Regions from separate parts of the Gossypium hirsutum genome. Here region 1 is linked to region 2. Evidence: chromatin contacts called from public Hi-C data. All regions are on one chromosome and are shown on one strand. Each heading gives the region's core, a stretch centred on a gene start, on an enhancer-like site or on the middle of the called end of the contact. The rest is flanking DNA. Distances are from core to core; before and after follow the strand shown.

Region 1 (7,034 bases), core at 1,482-3,981, 42 kb before region 2:
TAACACATATAATTATAAAACAAAATGTTAAGAGTAATTTATTTTCTCTAGTGATTAATTTTTATTTTAAAAGAAAATGTTTTTGGAGAAATTAAATTTGAATTATTTATATACATTAACAATGTTTGTTTTACTATTCATATTCAAGATTTATTATTATCTCTTCTAATAATATGATTTCTAATAGTTAACTTTGTATTCTTTTCATGAGAGTGTAATATGTTTTATTATTACATCTAACATTTTGTGGGAAGATACTATTGCATCTAACACTTATCGACAATTTTTTTTTAAAAAATTACAAGAATAATTTAAAAACTCTAATTTTTTTATTTTTAAGCGAAAATATTTAATATACTGTCAATAGAATTTTTAAACTTTATATTATTAGGGGTTGAAAATGTATTATAGGAATATAATAAATTATTAAAAATTTTATTTGTGAAATTTGAAAATTTTATCATTAATGAATGAGGTCTTCGATTGGTTAACACAAGTAGAGGTATTGGGTTCTAAGTACCTAAGTTCGTGACTTATCATACACAATTATATGTGTGGATCTTCACAGGGGCGGAGTTAGAATATTTTGATTGTGATGTTAAATTTTGAAAACTTAAAATGTTTAAAAATTCATAAAAATTAATACATAACAAGATTAAATGTAAGAATATTACAAAACTATTTAAATAGTAACTAAATAAAATCAAAGGCATAATGATTTATTTGTCCTCCAATTTTACAAAAAAATCATTTGTCTCCCATTTAATTTTTGGCCTTTTTGAGACCTTAAACTTGTATTTTTTTTGTCAAATTACCCCAAAATGAATAAAAAAGTCAATGTTTTTAAACTTTTTTGACGTGACATACACATGGTTTACATGTCAGTATTTAATTAATTTTTAAAAATTAAAAATATTTAAAAAGTATAAAAATTTTAAAATATTTAAAAAATTAATTAATTAATTACTAATGTATCATTCACGTGGAAATACGCATGTATGCACGTTAGCGAAGTTAACAAATATTAACTTTTTCATCCATTTTATGGTAATTTGACAAAAACACAATTTTAAGCGTTAAAAATACAAAAAATTAAATGAAGTACTAAAATAAATTTTTGTAAGTTAGAGGACAATTATGCCTAAATCTAATTCCTATATACAAAACATTTTTATAAAACGAATTATATTATTAATATTAGATTAATAGTGATTTATAAAAGCTAAAATATAAAAAAAATTATCATCAGCAGTTACAGGATAAATTGTAATTCCTTTCACAACAATAAAAGTTACTAAGTACTTTTTAGTGTCATGAAAATACAATATGTAAAATACGATATGAACACAAACACAAAATGCACAAAATTACACAAGTAACAATAATTTTTAAACAAGAATATTAATTTTTAATCTATATTCAAGAAATACGAGATTAAGCAGACAATTAATCTTAATTTTTTTAAAAGATTTGTATTAATATTGTCTAAAAAATATAAATTAATTAAAATATTTATACTGTATTTGTTAATTTTAGGGAAAAAGAAGAGCATAAAGGGATGAAGTTGGTATAATAATTTTTTATATATTGTTATGTGAAAAGTTGAATGTTGATTAGAATCAATATTCCAAAGAGATAAGATTAAATAAGTAATATATTTAGATTGGAAATACAACTCAAATGGTTTGAGAAGTAACACACATTTAGTATTAAATTATGACCCAACCCACAATCCAAATTCAACCAAATTTACAAATATTCAAACCCAAACATAATTAATAAAAGAAATAGAAATTGATCATCAATCATCCCCAACTAAACACCAACCTCCTCCTTCCAAATCTTGATCCAAAACAAATCTCACATCATCATCATCAACATGAACACCATCACTCTTCACATCATCATCATCATCCTTATTATGGTCAACAATAATATTTTCTTCAGTCTCACCTTTACAGTGTTCCATTTCTCCCAAGGGTTCTTGAGAATTCACCTTGAACCCATCATCAACTACACATTCATCATCATCATCATCATCATCATCATCATCATAGTGATTAGACAAATGGTCCAAAATCCTTGAAGCTGAAAACTCAGAATCTTTCAAACCATGCCTCCCATCAACAACTCTCCAAGTGATCAATCTATAGCTAGTGACCATCTCCCTTGACCTCAACTTATGACTGCCCTTACTCTTATCTTTGGACTTACAAGCAGGATGCATGTGACACCCTAAGCACCGTGGTCTACCGCATCGTCCCGTAAACTTGGAATGATTAGTCGGCTTCAGCGGCACCTTGGTGAATAATCCGGCGGTTGGGGGCGAATCGAATTGTTGAACAAAACGAGATTCAGGGTTGGGGTTCCATGGAGAGGGGAGGATCCCGTAGGTCCTAACCATACCATGCTGACGGCCTTCCCTCTTCATTTTTGGCTAAAAGGAAAGATAATTGATGGGGGATAAGATAAGAAGAAAGGCTTGGATTTTGACCCTTTTTTTATGTTTCTTTTATAATAGGGACATGCTTTGGCAGCAAGCAGCTTTTTCCTTTATTTTTTTTTTCTTCGTACGTGTGGAGCAAGCTTAAAACAACAATGTTAAGTAACAGCTCACTTTAGGGAATAAGACAGGTATGTTTGAAAAGTTAATGAAAGTTTAATTATATTCTCTTAAAATTATAAAAATTTGTAATTTTTTAGACATATTTAATTGATATAGTGTAATTATATCGTAATTTTTATGTCATATTTGGTAGTATAAATTATAATAACACAATTATATAATATATATATTTTAAAATATATTAATAAATATAAAAATTATTATTATGATAAAATAATTTCTAAACAAGTAATAAAAATTAAAATCAAATCATCATATGTATTAAATTAGTTTGAAAAAATAGTTGATAGCACAATTACTAATAAAAATAGTAAAAAAAAATCATATGTAATTTTATCTAATTGCTATAGTGCATGCTTGTTGGATTATTCACTCTTTAATATTTAACATATGCTTTTTATCATTTGTTGGTCTTTGCCTGAGTTTATAATTATTTGAATTTAAATCTATATCATTAATATTATCAAGATCTCCTTCTTCCATGTACTTTACAAAGTATGGATCATCTCAATTCCACCTATGATTGAAGTCATGAAATATTTAATATGTCAGTAAGATCCAACTTTTTATTATGCTATACTAATGTGAAGTTGTTAATATAAAAATGATTTTTTAAAACAACAAATGTATTCTCAATTACATTTTGAAGCATTGGATGTTTAAAATTAAAGAGTTCATAAGTTATCTATAGTGCTTGTGTCTAGCACTATTCTATCATATTGTATCTTTTATAATATTTAATTCCACAATCTAAATAATCTATAGCTTCAATTATAAAATTTTGATTTAGAGAATAACTTAAGTTAAATTTTTTTATAATATGTAAATTAAATAAAAATAATAATATAAAATTCATAATACATAACCTTCATAAAAAAAAGTTTTGTATATTAACCAACACCTTCCTAACATTTCTTATAAATAATATATAATATTATCATAACTTTAAAAAAAAATTATAAATAAGAACCCTATAACATTTTTTTATGAATAAATATATTCTTATGTCGATATTTGGCCATAACAATTTATAAACAAATATATTATAGCACTAATGTAAAAATGTATATAATAATTTTACTCAATAACTTTGAAAAATTTTATGATTTAAATAATATAATTTTTTATTATAATTTTATAAAATAACACATTATTTTTATAATATCATTTTTTTAATATTTATAATATTTTTTCCTTATAACCACTAATATGTGCTCATACTTATAATATAATTTTTATAACATTTATAAAAATATTTTTTTAAAATTAATTTTGAATTTAATTTCCTACATAATTACCCCTACGAAGTAATCTAATTACGCCCAATTTGATGGAGCCACCAATTATACTGATTATCTAACCATGTCACTTTGTGTAATCCAATTTCTAAGTGACTTTCTAAACACTACTTAAATATTGAGGTATAATTTAAGAGCCAATTCACTAATAAAGCCCTATGATTTATTATATTCTTTATTCCATTCGACCCAATCAAACTGCTGTTATATAGATTCCATCACATTACACCTCTATTTCATTTCCACAAAATAACATTCAATTACAAATCTAACCAAACATGTCATGAGGAGCTGCTGCATAAAAAGCCAAATATACCAAAGTCCACTACTTTAATCCTTTCAAGTTAGCATGGAACCATGGAAGCCTAATGGAGACTAAGGAATAGAGTCAACCGTGACAGTTCCATTAGAAGAGATTCTCTGGATGGTGAAAATAACAGATGCTTCCATACTTGCAGATCCCAGATTTTTCATAGTTCCAACATATTCTTCTATCCTGCACAGCAGTATACTATGATAGGTAAACAAATTATCCAAAAGGATGCACCAATGTGATTGATTTTGCTGATTTTTCAAAGCAGTTATCAACCCGGAATAATTCATTCCCATTGCTCAAAAAAATTCTCTCTTTCTATATGAATGGAAAATGATGGGAACTTACAGGTCTTAGAGGCAAGCCTGCATTGCTGAGGATAGGCTTTGGAAGCCGAGTCTTGGGATGATGAAACTTGCAGGCGGATTTATACTTGCAAGATCCAGTTTTCATAAAGTAAGGACATTCAGGTTCCCCAGGTCGTTCAGGGAATTCATGAACTTGAATTTGCTCTTGATGAAGTTCGGAGATATCCACAGTCTTAATTGCTTTGTCTATTGAAGGAGCTAAATACGGATCACTTGTTTTTTCCTGCATACTAATGGTCAAAGTAAGTAACAAAAGACCTTCTATAAGAAAACTAACACAAACAAAGTTTCATGATAACAGCAGAACTCATTAATAGAATCGACCAACAATGGCTGGCTAATGCCAAGCACGAGTTGTGCACAGTGCAAACTGAAGAAACTTAAAACTTCATAAATCAAGTAAATGGCATAGGCTCCACGGTTCCCAATTCATGGCACGTAGCCGATTCTAACATTTATACTATTTATAGAAGCCTTAACTATCATATTCCATCCATTTTCAGTATAAAGTTCTTATGAATCGTATCATATTTTCCTGGGAAGTTCGAAAACCAAAATTTCTTGAAAGAAAGCTAGATAAAACAGCAATGGATAAAAACACATTGGTTGACTAAAGTGAGAGACAGGCTACCTGATGTCCACTCCATTCAGAATTTGCATGCACCCCGTGAGCATACGCTGAATTCTGATTCAAGCATTTAAGATGCTCATTTGACATCATATTCAAAGACAACGAAGGGGCAGTTGGTTCAGTTGATGGCAAAGCATCAGATCCACCATTATAATTCCCTGGAGAATGGTCTCCAGAACCAGAAGGGTCCGAGCGGAAAGTGCTGGATCCTTCAGCAGCAGTAGGGTCCGGATGGTTAAACCTACAGCTAGATCCATACGTACAAGAACCATTACGCATATAGTACGGACACTCTTTCTCCAGCTGAAAGGAACATAGAATTAGCTCATATTGTGCACCGGGAGAAGGTAGATATGTTCAAAAACCAAGTGAGAGAACAAAATATAGCACCCCAAATCATAAAATCCTTACCATTCGAATTGGCAGGCCTAGAAAGTTAAGTTCAGGTGGAGGTAACTCGGACTTTTCGAGATATCTGGACTTCTCTTTGGAGTGACTATATCTACAAGCTTTTCCATACTTGCATCCTCCTGGACTTAGGTAATACTGCCGAAATAACAATAGAAAAATCAAGATTCTTAATAACAAGTTTGAAACCATTGCCGTGCGTACTAATAACGCTCAAACCTTGCATTCAATCTGCCCTGTCTGTTCCGCGAAGCCATCCTTTTCACTCTTTTCATTAATATCCTTCAAGTGACACCTACAAATGGCAAGAAGCCAATGAAGTTCAGGGATAATCAATAAGGTAGCAAGCTACAACCTAAAATAGTATTGAAAATGTTCATAAAGGATGTACCACTTGAAATGGAAGAGCTAAGGAATTGACTTCTAAGGGAGCTAATACATAATCTTCATTAGAGTGCCTATATCTGCAAGCATTTCCATACTTGCACCCTCCAGTGGCTCGGTAATACTACACACATCAAAACACAGAGTAAACATAACAACACAGAGGAACTCAAATACTTCCTTCGTGACATGTGTATAATAATAATGCTTGGTTGAATAATACATGGCTGATGCCACCATCAAATACACTATTATCCTTACATGCGTTATGGTAAATAAAGAATTGCAACATAAAATTTCCAGGTTCCCCCAACCTTGCATTCAATTTGCCTTTTCTGATCAGTCGCCAATCCCAGATGATTCTCCTTATCCTTCAACAACCATAAAAAAACACACAAAAAAAAATGAAAGTTTTTTTTTAAAAAATCAATCATTTACATTAAAAAATGGTAAAATAGAAAAAAAGAAAAAACTTAAACCTTAATAGTTCTAGGAATTGGATGGTTAAACTTGCAACAAGAACCAAACTTGCAATTGCCAGATTTAAGATAAAAGCTACAATTTTCAGCATAAGGCCTTAAAGGGTACTGATAATTCTTCCCATTTTGCCACTCCACTTGAAGATTTTCATTGCTATTGTTGTTGTTGTCTCCATAGCCATTCCAGTCATTCTCTTCCAAGTCACACTTCTAAGGTCCCTAACAATACTTTCTTCTTGTTTTTCCCTTCCAGGGTAAAGATTAGACAAAAGGGTGTTCGAATTAAACCCTGAAAGAGACTCTGGTTGAGTTTCGTTTGGGGTTTCCCGCAGTACTGGTGAGTGTTCTTCATAACTTCCCATCTTTTTCTTTGATTTTTTTCACTCAAAGATCAGCACGCAGCCAGTTTTTTTTTTCTTTTATCAACCCTAGCTCACGTGCAGAACATATAGCCCGTGCTTTACGGGAATATATTTATTTGTCACTAGTAAAAAGTAAACTGCATATCAAAGTTAACTTATATTTTG
Region 2 (6,541 bases), core at 3,477-5,976:
TATCCATTATTTTCCAACATATTTAAGCACTTTACTGACGATTCACTAACTCAGTTATAAAATTACAGAAATATCCAATTCTTTTAAATTATAATTAACATTTTTAATGTTATAAAATAAAGAAAGAAGAAATTAAATGAATAAGAAAATATGAGAAAAAAAGAGCAGTATGTATTTTATTCATCAATAGGGATATTTATAATACTTTTCTAAAGTTTATATTTATAGGCATAAAAAGTATAAATTATATAAATTTCAAATTCCAATGTACATTAGAGTCGTAAAGTATATTAAACTTCTTATCCTAATGGACATCCACTTTATAATAATAAAATATTTATAACACTCCCTTTTGGATGTCCATCAATAAATAATGTGTCTCGTTAAATCTTATTAAGATAAAAACTCTATTGAAAAAAAATCTTAGTGAAGAAATGTAACAGCCTAATTTTCAGCGGTGTCGGGAATAGAGATTTGAGATCACTAAATCTGACGAGTGAGTCGAAAATTTAATAAATTAATACCTATAAATCAAATGTGAATATAGAAGTATTTTTGAATTAGTGAAGTTGGTGATTTAAAAGAATTAATTAGGTAAATTGGGTCGAGAATGAGGTATCGAGACCTCAACTTCATAAACCGAGCCATAAATATTTTTAGAAATATTTATGGAGTGTTAGTGAGGTAGTATTAAAATTTCGTCAGAAAATTTTGACGTTTGGGTGGTTAATTAAATAAAAAAGACTCAATTGAAAAAGGTGTAAAAGTTGCTAAAAGGATTAAATAACTCAATTGTCAAATGAGGAAAGACCTAAAGTGTAAATAAGTCCAAAGGAGATATTTTGGGCGGCAATAGCTAAGAAAAAAAATCAGGAAAAGGGTGAAAAAAGGGAAAAATTGGAAAATTACCAAAATTAACTAAATAAAAATGGGACCAAATTGGAATATCTAGAATTCTCTTCATTTTTTCTTCATTCTCATCAGCCAAAACGCCATAGGAGGGGTTCTATAAGCTGGTATTCCATAATTTTTGCACAAAGTGAGTTAATCCTTGCCTTTTTCTTATAATTTTTGTGTTTTTAAGACTTTTACAACTAGGTCCTACTATTAAATTCATTAGTTTTTTATTTCATGGATGAAATTGAAAGTCATCATGGTTTAGTGCTGTAATTTTATGATGACATAGCATGAAATTGAAGCTTTAATTTGTTTATGAGATGATTTTATTAGGTAATTTCAATAGAAATTGATTTTTAGGATCTAATTGTGAAAATGTTTGGAATTAAAGTCTAGTGCTGAAATTCTAATTCCCAAAGGTTATAACGTAATTTAAAGTGATAGAATAAAGTGTTAATTGAGAAAAATCAGCTCAATTGAGAGGCTAATTGAGTAGGGACGAAATTATTATTTATTAAAAGTTTAGGGAAAAAATGATAATAAACATCTTGCACTAAAACAGTTTTAGACAGCAGCAGTAAGCTAAATTTGAAAAATCACCATAAATTTTAGAAATCGAATTAGAAGATGAAAAAAATATGGAATTAAATCTTATTGAGTCTAGTTTCTCATAGAAGAAACGGTGTAAGCAATAGAATTGTAAATCATGGGATATAATAAATTTTGTAAGACAAGGTCAGAATGAATTCGGGTTCCCCTATTCTGATTTTGAAAAATCATAAAAAATTTAATAACAATAATTAGGGGCTTAAATTTATATTTTTAGAATCCTGAATGAGTCTATTTTCAAGAGAAACAAACGGGAACATCATTCAAATCCTGTACGAGGAGATAATTAATTTTTAGTGAAGAAGAGTCGGAACTGTCAGACAGCAGAATAGGGGTGACTTTAAAGAATAAACTGTACCCATTGGTTAAACCAAAAATTATGAAAATTTTATGGAAAGAAGATACATGAGCCTAGTTTTAGGAAAAATTAGCGGATCTTAATTTGGAGTTCTTTAGCTTAAGATAAAAATAATTTAGTGACTATGACACGGATGGATAGCTTGAATATTCACATAAGTAAATAGTGAAAATTATGGATAATGTTATTTACAAGTGTATTATTTATACTAAGGATGTGGATGGAGAGGAGGAGGAGGAAAATATACATATATATATGAATGACTTGTGTATGAATTGATCACATGCCCGATTATAATCGATAAATATTGAATTAGAAATGATATAATGTTTTATTTGGAATATTTATTATGAAATTATGATTATCGCTATAATACAGAAATTGAACTTGTGAGTTTATATAACTAAATTTTAGTGATCATTTGTTAATATTATTAAATTTCAATATTATTTTATGAATGGTGATTAATATTTATGTATGTTAATTGTTGAAAATAAGTAAATTATGTACAAAACTTATGAAATTGAACTGAGTATTTTGGAGGAACGGAACGCAAGAAATGAGTACGATCTTTCAGTGAAAAAGATGAATTGACTTAAATTACCCAAGTAAATCGAGATTCAGCATTTGTTGCGAATTCTCGTGTTTGCTTTCCGTTTAGCTCTTACGAGCTTTCGTTAACTCATATGAGTTTCAGTTAACCCTTTTTGGGGTTTCAGTTCAGCTCTGATGGGCTTCAGTTAGCCTTCGGGCTTCCGTTTAACACTTGTGTGCTTCAGTTAGCCTTCGGGCTTCCGTTTAGCACTTATGTACTTCAGCTAGACTTCGGGCTTCAGATCACGATGTACTCAAATCCATAAGCCGTTCCTTGAATGGACAAGTTGGTAAGTCGTAAATGTAACGTGTGGAAAAAGAAATGTAAGTAATGTTATTATTATTATTATTGAGCTCAATTATGTGATTTCGTCATTCAGAGATTGTGTTTGATAGGATATGTTAGTAAATTATGAGTATGTGAATCAAAGTGACAGAATTTAAACACCTAATGAGGTTGAGCTCATTCACATGAATTTGTCATTTGAAATTGTGATTGACAGGAAGAAACAGTGAATTGCATGCTTATGAATGGTTACACATAATTATCTGAAAAACAAGAAAAATGACGGTTATTGATATATGGAGACATGAGACATTGATATATGAATGTGGAATATGTTTGATAAATGTGTTCATTCATAATTATGGAATTATGTACCTCATGTGTGCTATTTGCATAAAGATTATATTTCAAATAATTTGGTGAATAAAGGTTAAATATGAAATAGTATGAAATCGAGACAAGTTGTTATGAAAATATATTTAAATTATCTGTAAGTGTTTCGTACTCCTAGGTAATGCCTCATACTCTATTCCGGCGACAGATACGACTAGGGGGTGTTACAAGAAAAAAAGAATAAATATATCTATGTTACGCATGGCATGCTGCCACATTAAAAACCTTACTACAAAAACCTAATGGGAAAATCCTTGACTAGGAGAAAAAGAGTACAACGCGCATTTATGTTGGAAAAATCAGTTTAGAAAACAATGCCTCTAAGCACGAAAGAAGTTTGAAATTTTTCTTTGAAAACGAGCCGTTGTGTTATTTATAGAAATAAACTTAACTAAAATTATACTCGTGTTTTGTACGAGGAGGTGTAAAGTCGATCTCGACTTTCTACCGAATGGTTTTCTCCAATATTCTCGAACCACAAATTTATCAAACCAATCGCATGGAATGAAAAAAATTATTAACTTTCATTAGGAAAGTTAATTCTCTCTATAACCAGAAGCGTGCAAATTTTTTCTAAAAAAAATAGATTTATAAATGTTCACTATTTTTTTGTCAAAATAATGTATATGAAATGTGTAAATAGTTCAAAACATAGTTTCTATTTATAGAAAATTAATACAAGAATTCTATTAGAATAAAACTAAATTAAATAATATTTTGATATAAAATACAACTGCTGCTCTAAATAGAATGCTAAGGGGTAGCAGCACACTCTTATGTACATAAAAATTGATATTAAAACTTATGATTCTAAATAGACAAATGAACAAGGGAATATATGACTTGCATAATGTACTAATGGCCATAACTGGAACTCACATGTGAATATGTTAGAAAGCTAAGGCCAAAAAGGAAATAAAGTTTGGATTAAACAATATTGGTACCCGTAATAAGAGTTTCGAACATGAATTTGAGAATGACTAATAGATTATTAATAGGTAAACTGAGCCTTTAAAATTTGGTAATAAGGATTAAATTTGTTTGCAACCTTAAAATTCGATGAGTACATTATGTAATAGACATGACTAAAGTGTTCTTCAACATTAATAATAGGATAGGATAAGTAGGGTTATATTTGAGTATTTATCGAGTTCACGTATTAATTATTTTAAATGAATAGATTTTGAATTTTTTCAAGAATATAATATTTTTAACTTGGGAGCATCACATTGTGATTTGAGTTTAAGATTGTAGTTCCTTAATTTAGTTTTAATTAACTTTGAATCTTGGCATGTAAATTGGAATAGAATTTGTAAGGTTATTTGTAAATTTCAAACTCATTTAACAACTCTTTATAAGCTTTTGTTTCGTTGTTCACTTGGAACGCATTTAAGGCTTGTATTTAAAGTCTTTATGAGTTTAGGAATCGTGTTATAATGATTTGATAGTTTATGGATATGACATAGATGAGTATGGGCATGATTTTAAGTACTTTTAGCTTAATTTTTAGTTTCAAGGGCCCAGAGTCCAGTACCCTAACAATAAGTATTGGATCGTAACAAGTTAGTAGCTAAAATACTACAGTTCTAGGCTTGGGTCCTGATACCTAGCCTTTGGACAAGCCCCTTTGCACTGTTTTAGTCGTTTTGAGCTCTCCGATTGCCTGTGGAAAGTTTTTAGACGATTCGAAGATTATTTTAAGGCATTCAAAATGATTTGTATCATATTTTATGATTTTATTTAAATTGTTCTTAATTTTACGTTATAATAAATTTCCCATTTTCCTCAATCTGGATGACCTCATTTTAACCCAAAGAACATCGTACACTTGTTTTATGATTGGGAAAAGTTCCTATTGATATTTGATGGCCCAAATCGGTTTTTAATCATATTGAATTTTTCAAAACTTGGTTAATTTGTTTTAAGGAATACTAATATATTGTGAAACAAATATAAAAGAAAATTATTGATTTAAGTTTGAAAGTGCAGCTCCCACGTGTACTTTATGTCAAGACGGGTGAGAGGTTTTATAAATGAAGAGTGAATTATGTATTTTGTTATCAACCAGGGTATTTATAATATTTTTCTAAAGTCTATTTATAGACATAAATATAAATAATATAAAATTCTATTTCTAATAAACATTAGAATCCTAAAATACATCAAATTTCTTATCCTAATGTACATCACTCATATTACTATTTGTTAATTAAAAATTTGACAATTATAATTAAAGTACTACATTTTCAAAGAAAAATTTAAAACTATTTATCTTTACAAATATGTTTTCAAATTTTTTTCCAAGAAAATTTTAAAATTTAAAAACTATATAAACAAGTATTTGAAAGATTATAAAAATAATTATATTGTGTGTTAATTTTAAGCGGTTCTATATATTATTTAAACAAAAATTATGTTTCAAAAATTTAAGCTAATATTTATTTAAAATTATATTTTTAAAATTATAAAATAATTAAATATATTTTAATTGATATACATAATCAATCAATCGTGAATCATATGAACATGCAAATTAGTATTTATCTATAACCATATATAAAACTAGTATACATAGATTTATTGTAGATGTAAGGACTTGGGCTTTTGACACCTGGCCTCTTCTTTTTCTTTGGGTTATGGGTTGTGGGAGGTTAGGGTGGGGAAAGAAACAGGAGAGAAAGAAGAGAAAGAAAGAAAAAGAAAATTGAAAAGAAAAAATTTGTGTTATTTTCAAATATGTTTAAAATATTATAAATTTATTATTTTAAATATATATTATGCATTAATAATTTATATTTTTTGTCCTAATCATTCCATTCATATTTTTTATTTTATTTTATATATTACTTTGTAATTATTTATCTTATATTATATTTATATCATGCATTAATTATTTAATTTTGAGTTTAGTATACCATCATGATTCAATTTGAAGAAAAAATATATGTTTGTGTTCATGATCTATAATGATTTTATTTTTAATTATTTAAGTAATTTATCTTAGTAATAAATTATTTTAATTTTAAAACTAAAATTTTGTTTAAATGGATTAGTGCATGCATTCAACATCATGTCATGTTTTAACTCTATCACAATAATTTTTGTAGACAGATTTTTGAATTTTTAAATTAATATAATGGTTTAATTGCAGTTTAACTCCCCTAAGATGGTAAAATTAAGTTTAATCTTTTAATTTTTTAAAAATAATATATTAATATAATAATAAAATTATACTTTTAACTCCTTAAAAATATAATTTAATTTTCCCCTAAAATAAATTCTTGGCTGTCACTGTTGGTTACATTGAACCTTTGTCAATCCCAAATTATGTCATATTTTGCATAAGGCTTAACTACAAAGTTAGCACTCAAACTATACAACTTTTCTTACTTAACTAGTTAAAG

The links. A called contact is a pair of places that touch in the nucleus more often than the background predicts.
Region 1: a contact with region 2 is called in a Hi-C map of leaf, with 3 times the contacts expected there. The contact joins the promoter of LOC107888739 here to the enhancer-like site in region 2. A contact is called at or near these places in 10 of 34 Hi-C or Micro-C datasets (callus, hypocotyl, leaf and 1 more).

Annotation. Positions count from the first base shown.
Region 1 is chrA09:13,297,551-13,304,584 of Gossypium_hirsutum_v2.1, reverse strand. LOC107888739 reads right to left here and starts at 2,731. Exons shown (of 1, transcript XM_016812925.2): 1 at 1,637-2,731. The coding sequence starts at 2,431. The coding sequence ends at 1,802. It overlaps LOC107890214 (zinc finger CCCH domain-containing protein 43), which reads right to left and starts at 6,933. Exons shown (of 8, transcript XM_041077549.1): 1 at 6,508-6,933; 2 at 6,290-6,399; 3 at 6,036-6,152; 4 at 5,864-5,939; 5 at 5,648-5,782; 6 at 5,237-5,539; 7 at 4,586-4,828; 8 at 4,066-4,420. The coding sequence starts at 5,650. The coding sequence ends at 4,331.
Region 2 is chrA09:13,258,341-13,264,881 of Gossypium_hirsutum_v2.1, reverse strand. No RefSeq gene overlaps it. Among protein-coding and RNA genes, the nearest start is that of LOC107890213, 27 kb to the right of the region's middle. Within about 2 kb of position 4,726, at least 3 of the 9 cell types and tissues checked have an H3K27ac peak or open chromatin away from gene starts, as enhancers often do. A contact at or near this core is called in hypocotyl and leaf, where this site is marked.